2 separate regions of the Mus musculus genome follow, and region 1 is linked to region 2. Evidence: chromatin contacts called from public promoter capture Hi-C data. All regions are on one chromosome and are shown on one strand. Each heading gives the region's core, a stretch centred on a gene start, on an enhancer-like site or on the middle of the called end of the contact. The rest is flanking DNA. Distances are from core to core; before and after follow the strand shown.

Region 1 (5,317 bases), core at 724-3,223, 250 kb before region 2:
GCCAAAAGTTCCCATCCTGGTTGGAATGTATATACCAAGCAATCTGGTTTGGGTCAGCTTCCATTCCATATTGTGTTAATGAAGCACTATCCAGCAATTAGCATGCACAGTGCCACTCCGGCCAGGCAGATAGGCAAGCCCTAAGAAACAGAGCAGTTTGTTTCAAAAATGATTTCTGCCCAAGCAGTACAAGGATGGAATTGTAGAAGAAGCTACGAGTTCTAATCAGTCCAAGAAAACACAAAAAACAAAAAACAAAAAAACAAAAATTCTTTCCCATTTCACCCTTTTCATTTCCTTTCTTATCCCACAGCAGAACCATTCATGGAAAGCTGAAAAATAAAAAGCATGAGGCCATATGTTTTAAATGAACTAAATTGGTGTGATTAGCCAGCAAATTAATTTGCAGTGGGTAATCATTTAAGGAAATTAAGATACCACTTTAGCACAGCCCCGTGCTTCACCATGAGCAAGCTTTCTTTAAAGCTCTGTGGAATGTGTGCTTCTGGAGCTTTGGAGCTACAGTGCTCAGCTTACAGGACAAAGCAGGGCAGTAACTTAGGCGTAGTTTTGCTGAGGCAAAGCAAAACATTCCATAAGTGAAGTAGCTACTTTGTTTTGAAACTAAACTTTGATTATTGGAATACTGTGCTCATTTTCAACGCCCCCCAAACAACAACAACAACAACAACAACAACAACAACAACAAGTCCTCAATTCACTTCAGTAACAATCTTTGTTTCTGTGAAATTATTGGTTTTAGGTGGAGTCTCCTCTAAATGATACTGCATGAGAATAAAATATCTTTAATTGTAACTAATGGTCTGAAAAGGATGCAGAGATCTCTTAAAAATCAAATTACTTGTTCGTTAAATCGTTTAGAATGTATGAATGCATATTATTGTAATTCATAATAGTAAAAGACTCTCTCCCCATTTTAATTTACCTCAAAAAAATACGGTAGTCCTACAAAATAGAATAAAAACAAAAATATCCCAGCCTCCTAGGATAGTTTGATTTCTAAATTGTTTAGGGAAGGTGATTTAATTGGAATAAAAGGACTGTATTTCGCTGGTTTGGAATCGCATGTTTTTACTTAGTTACCAGTTGCAAAATAGTGGCCTCTCCGCATCCGTTTAAAATGCATCTCCCTCAGTACAAGATTGGAGTTGACTGATGATCAATTTAAAGGATTTATAATCCGAAGTAATTGTGCGGGTTGGCATCTAGGCCTGGCTCTCAGGTAATTCGCTTGGGCCTGAGAGGTCACTAACCGCCGGTTAAGATGGAATCTCCTTTTTTTTCCAATGGGTAATGATGGGAAGGGGCTAATCTATTCCAGTAGCTGAAACTTTGTAGCTGGCCCTTTATCTTGACTGGGCTAATCCTCAGCTGGAGGATTTCTCCCTACCCTGTTGGCATCGAAATTTCAGGGAAGATGCCTCGTTTTAACTGCCAGCCATGCCTGGCTTCCAGTCGACTTCAACGCCGGGTAGGACTGTTCTAGTGTCTGCGATTGAGGGCGAACGGAACAGGGGCTCTGTAAGATCTGTTTGCCAACTGCGCTGAATCTGGAGAAACAAGCCCGGCGAGCCACAAATCATACACGGCGGAGGTTCTCCAGAGTGGAACAAATTTCCAGACTCGCATTATCTCACAGCTCTGTGGGAGAGAGGGCCTCCACTTACCGGCTACCGGAGAGAGAACGGCTGTCTCCCCGTCCCACCGCTTCCCAGGGTGACTGCCAGGCGGCCGAGGCTCGGGCTGCACAGCCAGCGCCGTGGAGCGGGTCTGGGTGGAACTGCGGGGATCTTGAGGGTGCCAAGTTCCGAGAGGGTCCACGCGGGGGGCTGCTAAAGCTAGCGGGCGCCGGCAGTTTCTGTCTGCTGCTCTCCGGCTTTCTCTCTCGGTCTCGCACTCTCTCTCCCCTCCCTCGCTCTCATCCCTCTCTCTTCCCTCCGCTCCGACTCCGTGTGCGGAGTGTCGTGACGTCAGCAGAGATTCCACCAAACTCCAGTGCACAGTGGCGCGCGGGCGGGCGGCCGAGCCTGCTGTACGCTGGGCGATCAAGGGGCGAGCACAGCCTTGGGCCACTGCGGGGGTGGGGGAGCGTGCAGGGGCGATCGAGGGGACAGGGGACCACTAGGGCTGAGAAGTGAGGCCCAGGGGCCCAGGAGACTGCGGTCCCGGACAGAACCCAGGAGGGAGGAGCGGAGGATCAGGGGCCGGAGGCAACTACCGACCGACAGGAGCTGACCAGTGGCAGGAGCTAGCACTCAAGCTGGGGAGCAGGATGGTGGGGATGGTAGGAAAGGGACAAGGATGGAATGGACGGAGAAAAAACGGTTGTGCGTCAAACCCCTTCTAAATCTGAGTGGGAGGGCCAGAGCCTGGGGAGACAGAAACCTATTCGCGCGGAGCAAAGTCTGGGTGGCTTACGAGGAAGGGACTAGCAAAGTGGCCCATGAAATGAAACAAAGGGCAGTGTGGCTTGGTTTGATCCGGGTGAGGCTTTCGAAGTGTGGATGTGAGTGTGCGCGCGCGTGACCTCCTTTCAGGCCCGCGGAGTAGAGGAAAGCTGGTTACTGTACTGATTGTCTACAGGGGCAGTGGGAGGGAATTGAGGGATCCACAGAGGGCAGCACTGAAGGTGGGTGGATGGATGGGGTGGCAAAGAGAAGATGATGACTGGGAGAAGTTAGAAAAATAGGGTGAGCTAGCGGCAGAAGGTGGGAGAGCCACAGCCGATAGGTGTGTGTGGGGGGGATGAAAGAAGGGAGGGAAGGAGAGAGAAAGAAAGAAAGAAAAAGGGGTAAGGAAGGGAGAGAGGGAGGGAGAGAGGGAGGGAGGGAGAGAGGGAGGGGGAGGAGGAGGAGGAGGAGGAGGAGGAGGAGGAGGAGGAGGAGGAGGAGGAGGAGGAGGAGGAGGAGGAGGGAGATATTACCAGACGATGACCGGAGGGAGGCCTGAACTACAGTAAGGCAAGGGCTAGGTCACGGTGGTGTCTGAGGTCAAGACGGGTGGATCAGAGTGGAAGAGCGCAGGTAGACAGGGCCACACACCGGCCAGTGTGTCGGCATGGGATCTCTTGCTCAAGTCTGGGACTCTCAGAGTCTAGAATTTCCTCTGCTGTACCTACACTCAACAAGTTCACCCCGGGTCGCGGATATCTCATTTTTTAAAATGACGAGGTTAAGGTTCCTGACTGAGAGTGGTATTAAATTGCACCGGGATGGGGGTGGGGAAGGAGAAGGAAGTTCCCCCCCATATGAGCGAATGTTCTTGAAAGTCCAGAGTATGTAAGGCTGAAAGGGGCCTTTCCTAGTCTACAAGTGGGTCCTACTTCTAATTTCATATTTTCTGATTTCCTAATGCGTCTGTACTTTGGAAACGAACAGGATATTTTGGCAGGGTCTTGCCTTTGCGTGGAAGGGCTATAAATATGATTCGCCTGGAAGACCAGGAGTGAAGGCTTCTGCCAGACATATGGGACAAAGTTCTTTCAATCTCAAGTGCATCCCTTCAAGATATGTTTTAGGAAAATATCAGAAAATAGCTGTACCTCATGGTTTGGCGTTTTTCTCACCAATATTAAACCTTGCCTGGGAACAAAACCCAACCAGACCCGCCATTAAACTGCATTTCTCCTTGGTCCCTAATTCTCCTTGGTCCCTAATAGAAAATAAAGTCCCCTCTAAAATTCATACAGCTTTTCTTCCTAAATCAGCACACCAGTTCATGCAATTTGAGGAAGATAATGCTGACTCCTCTGAAGGATGCCCACGGGATGTATACACAAGAAAAGTTAACCCAGGGCTACCGCACACACGCCGAGTTTCCTTTGAATCTGGAGGCTGTTTGGAGTATGTTCTGTGTTTTCTTGAATGACTCCGTGGTTTCAATTCATTGGTGTTAGCAGGAAAAACAGGCAAACAAACTTGCTCAATTTGTTTTGAGTGCCAAATCCCTTCACTTTGAAATAGCTAACAGTCGACTCATTTTATGGAAAGAGTTAGCCTCTTCAGTCTCCAGGAAAACCGACGAGAGATCTGCATTTTAAGCCATCTCTAACCTTGTAAGATCCATGAAAACTCAAACTTTTTCTCCTAACTCAATGGGAAACCAAAGTAATGCCATTTAAAGGAAGAGATTCAGGAGGAAAACAGTCACGTGCTGTTTTTATTTTTATTTCCTCTTCCCCCCACCCCCTTTGAGCCTTTTGGGGGAAAAAAATCAAGCATCTCAACAAGTCCTCTCACTGAACTCTGGTCTCACCTCACCGGAATACTTCCTGAACAAGAACATTGTCATCTCTGCCCATCCATTATTATTTTGCTGGGTCGTCACCCTCTAAAATAATGGGCTATTGCCCCATCTCTCTCTTATTTTTCCCTTTGCATTTTAGAGACATTAAGAGGGGCTCCTAAAAGATCAGTCTGGCCAGGAGCTGGTGGCGTGGCTGGAGAGTCTCACAGAAATGTGGGAAGAAGCTGGAAATCAAGACCGGCTTGAGAGCAGAGGAAAAGAGAAAGGAGCAGAGTAGAGAGCCGCGCACATCTGCCCAGACAACTCTTTCCCCACTTTCAGGATTCAGAGGTTTGCAGCCAGGGCTGGGGGAAGGGGCTCCGGGAAGGGAAGCGGACGCCCACTCTCCACTCTCTGTCGTCGGGAGTCTCCCCCACCCGGCTGGGTTAACCCCCAGAATGGGCGGCTGTAGTCTCTCGGTGCTGAGCTGGGTCTTCAGCAGCGCCCAGCACCAGTGCAGCAGAAGTGAGCAGCTGGTGGGAATGCAAATGGCTCCTGGAGAAATAGAAGATCCAGAATGATTCTCATTCCCTCCTCGAGTGTGGGGAAGGAGCTGGACATACGTTTCACGCTCCTAATCCTTCTTTTACATTTTTAGTCATACTCCCATTAAACAACTAATTAATGCTCAGAATCACCAGGGAATACATTAGGCATGCATCAGGGAGGCAGGGTGCTGGGGGGTGGGTAGGGGTGGGTAACAAACCACTGAGCTGATTTAAGACGTGGATTTCAGGTCTTTTTTTTTTTTTTTTTTTTTTCCCTTCGTCAAAGCAGCAACGCCAGAGTGGGCCACAGCGGTTGTATTTAGATTCTGATCGCTACTTCGAAGCAGAAGGGGTTAGAAGGAGTGTCCAAGCCAAGCGAGCAATTCTTTGCCTTGCAGATGTAAACAAGATTGTAGCATCAAAGATACTAGCTTCTTAAGGGCCGGGTCGTCTGGACTGGGAGCCTGGGTTTCGCAGACACTGACCTATGTATCTGTGAATTTCAAGGATGTTACACTTTTACA
Region 2 (5,563 bases), core at 1,834-4,333:
TGTATTCCCTTGATCGCCTTTTGTTGTCGAATTGCTCTGGCTAGGACTTCAAATATTATGTTGAATAGGTATGGAGAAAGTGGGCAGCCTTGTCTAGTCTCTGATTTTAGTGGGATTGCTTCCAGCTTCTCACCATTTACTTTGATGTTGGCTACTTGTTGCTGTAGATTGCTTTTATCATGTTTAGGTATGGGCCTTGAATTCCTGATCTTTCTAAGACTTTTATCATGAATGGGTGTTGGATTTTGTCAAATGCTTTCTCCACATGTAAGGAGATGATCATGTGGTTTTTGTCTTTGAGTTTGTTTATATGACATATATGTTACAAAATGCATGTCTACATAAAAATATGGAACATTTTAAGCATTTTCTCAGTTCTTGTAAATTACCATGTTCATATTTGTTACACTTGATTTGTTTCTTCTAACCAATTTTGTCTGTTTTCTCGTTTCTCAATGTATTTTAACATCTCTATGTACTTCTCCCAGCTTCCAAGATTCTAATTATTGTATTTGGGTAAGGTTAGGCCTTTAGAACTTTAAAGGCTCTCCTGATGGTGTTTTAAAGATTATTATTATTTCACTTCAGGGTCTTATGATTTCCTCCTGTTCCTTCCACATGTCAGCCTCTCCACCAACTCTGTGACTCTGCTTCTATCTCCTGCCAGGCTCATGCACCTATGTGCTTCTCTTCTCTCTCTGACATATGTGCCTGACCGTAAGCAGACACAGTCACTTCCCTTACCTTGTGTGTTTTCATTCTCCCTCTCTTTTCCCCTCTCTCCCTCTTTACCCTCCTTTCCTTCCTCTTCGATTTCCTTCTACCCTTTTGCTTTCTCCAGGCACTCTTGTGCTTTCTGTTTCCCATCGTTTTTAGCAGGCACTCGAAACAATGGGTTTCTTCGTGGGTTTTCCATCTCACATTCATACTTGCCTCACCATGTTTTCCATGCCCACTACCGTTACTGAACACCCCTGTCCAACACCCTTGGGGGCAGGTTAAGAAGGCACAGAGTCAACAACACAGACAAACTTAGGGAGTCAGACAAGTAGCAAAAATCAGGAACTGGGCAAACCTTTATATTTGCCTCCCAGCATCTCATTGGCTCTCAATTAGCCAGATGTGGAGCTGTCTCTTTCTGATTGGCTGGACCCATTGCCTGATCTAGCATCAGTGGTTTCTAGCCATGCTGACATATTCCAGGCTTGCTTGGGAAGGAATTATCAATGGTGCGTGCACTAGCATTGAGGCTGGGCCTCCTTGGTTATGTTCGTCCTGCACACTACTTTCCCTTTTGTCTCTTTCCATGTCCCTTTAGAACTCTTCTCACCACAGCTGTTTGCTATGTGGCACTGGTCTGTTTTCAGGGTCCCCATCATGTAACTCTACATTATCAGGGGGTAGCAATGAGGTCGGGACACTGTAGACCTTCATCCCATGTTTGCTGAGCCATTGAGATCAGTCATATTTCTTCCTGAAACATTATTGTTTTATGTATTCTATTAAGACTAATTAGTACTAATTAATTAGTGCTAGTTAAAAACATTTTCTCAATAGATTTTAAATTTATATCTTTTACAATCAAGTTTGACATTGTTTCTTCATTGGGAAATTTACTTAATAATCTCTGATAAATGCAATTTACATGTGAGGAATAAGGTATTCAGTTCAGCCTTGGGTCACATTTCTAAATGATGTCTTTGGTGCTGTGCTGTGCTGTGCTGTGCTGTGCTGTGCGTCATTTCCCAAGCACTGTAGGAAGAAACACTGTTAGCACTTCTAGCCAGCTCTGCAGCTTGGCCAAGTTTCTTAACTTCTCAGCTTTTTGGAATAATTCTTCTAAAATTGAAAATATCTTCCTTAAAAGACAGACATGAGAAATAACACCACCATATACACACTGTTATTCAGGAGACGTGCAAGACCCAGGACACTCTTTAAATTAAATACTTACTTCACTTTGATTTTAAAAAGTGGTGATTATTAACTATTTGTTCTAACGTCTCTGTTGGAAGTTTAACACATATTAGCAACATGTGATCTCTAGGCCGTGTGTTTCTCATCTCCATTTTTGGGTCTTATTACAAGCAGGGATGATGTCACATTCTGAGGGTAAAAGTCTGTGGCATTCAGAAGCACTGTCTTGGGAATTCTGTTGAAAATGCATAAATTCACTGACACACACATTGACATTTGTTGTTGTTGTTGCTGTTTTGAAGAGAATGAAAAATAAAGCATCCCAATAGTTATAAGTCAGAGGATTTGCACAATGCCTAGAATCTTTGTCCCTAAGATATACAGGGGAAGGAGACTCGATTCAGTGCTCAGCTTAATCTCCCTGCACACTCAAGTCAGAAGCAGCTTATGTTCCCTGGCAAACTTGAGAAACAAGCTTGCTTTTTCTTTTCTTTTCTTTTCTTTTCTTTTCTTTTCTTTTCTTTTCTTTTCTTTTCTTTTCTTTTCTTTTCTTTTCTCTCCTCTCTCTCTCTTTCTTTTTTTTTTTTAAATTTCTGTTGTGCCACACACTGGTTATCTCATTAATTTCACCCCTCAGATTGGTCCTGGGTTACTTTATATTAGTAAAAATTAGTAAAAATAATTTCAGCTTTACGTTTAATTGGCCTGTAAGTGCTATCTATGGAGAAACGTACACTGGTCATTAATATCATGAGAGATATAAATGGAAACATTTTCCCCCTTTACTCAGGAATTGATCCGTATCTTAGGTTGTTTTTATTTCCTTCCTCAAACAAACCAAAGATTATATTAACAGGATTTTAAAATCGAGTCAAGTTGGAGAGTGGCTTAATGGTTATTTGGTACTCAAAAGACAACAGGCTTCATGTAATGTGTGAGTTCAAGTTCTACCAAGAACTTCAAAAGGACATCTTGACCGCACATCCTATTTTAAAAATAAGAATTGCTGGGGGGGAAAGCGATGCTGAAGTTTAAAATAACAGCATGCAGATTTCTTTATAGAATTTAAAGAATGGAAAACACTTGCAAAAATATCAGCAGGCAGGGGCAGGAAGAACAAACGGTAACCAAATTGGTTCCTTTGACAAACCATAACATTTACTTTAAACCATCAGCGTGCTACTCAGTAAAAGGCAGGCTACTACTCTTTTAATAGATCCCAGGCCTTGTTAAACTCGCAGGTCTGCAAGAATTACCCAGGTCAAGAGCAGGTCAAAAAGTGAAAAGCCATGTGAACGTAAACTTTGAAATATCTGCTTCTGAAGAGTCCCAGCCGACTGTCTCCTCTGCAGTAAATACACTTCCTCTTTGTGTACGACAGTGTTCAATATACTGTACCTAAAATATGTGCAAGTAATGTAAATGGTATTAGGATATTTCATATCTTTGACTGTTAATGGCAATTTCAACTCTCTTCATAGTTGATGAATCTTTGTTAGTGTATTTATTTTTAAAATCTTTAAGAATTGCCCAATATTTTGAGACTGCATTGAATAGTTGCCTCTATTTTATTTTTAAAAAGTTATACTCTACTTAAAATTAGAGCTACAACTTTTTCATGTATGAAAGAAAGAGTTGGCGGATGACTCACTGTGGAATTTATTTGCTTGGTAAACCGGGTATTAATCTGGCCTCCAATACACTTGCTGTAGGTTTTGTTCAAGTGTAAGGTCAGCCTGTGAAGCTGTTTTTCATTTTGTTTTATATGTGTTAATATAATGCCTTATGAATTACCCCAGAGTTTTCTTCTGACAGCTAAAAAGCATAAACGTTTTTCCTTTCAAGGGGATTGAAAGTAAAGCAATTGACTCTATATTTGAAATGATTTATCTAAGATCCTTCTGCTCACATCTTGCCTTAATGTTTATAGAGAATATTCTTTGGGTTTTTACTGGTAGCATTGTATTTGTCAAGCTCTGGACCTGTTTCTCAAAATTGAGTCCATCCTAGGCTATGATCTTTTAGAGTTTATTGGCCAAAGTGTCGGCAGAGTTAATGGGCACCATACTATAAGTTTGATGAGAAAGAAATAGTATCTTGGGACTTACATCAGAGATCTCCAAGAAGAGAAATAAATAGTATCTTAAGACTTACATCAGAGGTCTCCATTGAGAAAGTGGAAGGAAAATATACCTTATTGCTGTCTTCATAAGAAATGAAGAGGAAAGGAGTTTGATTGATTTTCTGGTCTTTGACCATAGGCTGAAGTATTTCTGCATGACCACAATGAAAAATGTTAACCATAAGTGAAACAATGCCAGTCCTGGTTCAAAGACAGAAAAAAGAATATAAACATTCTTTAAACACATGGATATAACTGACATACAAGGGTGAATTCAGTGGGTGTCTACTGGTGGTAGCAGTTAACGTGGACTAGGAAAAACCAGTAATAGTTGTGCTTGTAAGAGATAATGTGAGATTTTCAGATACTTTACATGGATTTACTCACTAAACCTTCACAGCAAACTTATTTACCTCAGGAGCCACTGAGAGGCAAGTGTTTGGCCCGAACACTCAGAGTCTAGAAATAATACTGGATTCAAAGGGAGGAGCTAGCTCCAGAGTCCATGCTTTAAACACAATGTTAAAGGAAATAAGGTTGAAGAAAATTCTGTATTTCAGGGGCCAAAGATATATCACTTCTTGGATTGTTATAGTGGACCTTGCATGCCCTTCAGTTGATGACAGAGACTGAATACCTACATTGTCTTAGCAGCCTGGTAGGGCAGCCTAGTCTTTAGACTTCCCCTGGCACTAAGCACTGGATTCAGTTCCAAACAGGCACATGGTGATTGAATAACATTTGGAGGTTTAGGTAGAGTGTCTTTGGGTCTACACTGGTCCGTCAGTACATTGCAACATTGCACTTGACACTAGTTATGAACTTAAAGTAATTCTCCATAAACTTGAAAAGCACATATGCACAACTGCTTAAACCTTTCTCTTCAATGAAACTCATAAAAGGGAGAAACCAACCAACCAACAAACAAACCACAGAACTCTACTCATATCATTCCTTATTCTGCCCACTTGGCTTAGTCATAACTACAGAGACCTGGCTTAGAATACTTAATATGTCCTATCTCCTTAATACTCACCTGTTCTCTTCTTCCTGTTTCATATTCATCTGGACCAAAGCCACAGTAATAATCTTTATTTCAAAATTTGGGCCCATTATGGTTTTGCTCATAGTAATCTAGCTAACAGTAGAGGTAAAAAGATGACCTGAAGGTTGTGGGTGGCAAAGATGGTTCACACACTCTTCAACTGTGTTACAATGAATCTGCATTTAGTTTTTAGCAACTGGTTGGATTTTTGTTGATGACTTCCAATATTTTTGCCTCTAAGGAGTGTAGACTCTTGTGATACGTAAAGAAGAAGAAGGAGAAGAAAAAGAAGGAGGAGGAGGAGGAGGAGGAGGAGGAGGAGGAGGAGGAGGAGGAGGAGGAGGAGGAGGAGAAGAAGAAGAAGAAGAAGAAGAAGAAGAAGAAGAAGAAGAAGAAGAAGAAGAAGAAGAAGAAGAAGAAGAAGAAGAAGAAGAAAAAGAAGAAGAAGAAGAAATCAATATTTTTTCTTTTTCTTTTTC

The links. Promoter capture Hi-C pulls out the DNA fragments that hold promoters and counts their contacts.
Region 1: a contact with region 2 is called in a promoter capture Hi-C map of second pharyngeal arch cranial neural crest, with 3 times the contacts expected there. The contact joins the promoter of Pitx2 here to the enhancer-like site in region 2. A contact is called at or near these places in 8 of 39 promoter capture datasets (cranial neural crest, embryonic stem cells, frontonasal cranial neural crest and 3 more), 2 of 484 Hi-C or Micro-C datasets (cranial neural crest and embryonic stem cells), 4 of 115 datasets of contacts at active chromatin or transcription factors (craniofacial prominence, embryonic stem cells and stem cell-derived neural progenitor cells) and 1 of 9 other capture datasets (embryonic stem cells).

What each region holds. Positions count from the first base shown.
Region 1 is chr3:129,196,534-129,201,850 of GRCm38.p6, reverse strand. Pitx2 (paired-like homeodomain transcription factor 2) reads right to left here and starts at 1,973. Exons shown (of 5, transcript NM_011098.4): 1 at 1,689-1,973. Gm40149 (a long non-coding RNA gene) reads left to right here and starts at 2,942. Exons shown (of 4, transcript XR_867634.2): 1 at 2,942-4,596.
Region 2 is chr3:128,942,426-128,947,988 of GRCm38.p6, reverse strand. No RefSeq gene overlaps it. Among named protein-coding and RNA genes, the nearest start is that of Gm35726, 160 kb to the left of the region's middle. Within about 2 kb of position 3,083, at least 2 of the 459 cell types and tissues checked have an H3K27ac peak or open chromatin away from gene starts, as enhancers often do. A contact at or near this core is called in second pharyngeal arch cranial neural crest, where this site is marked.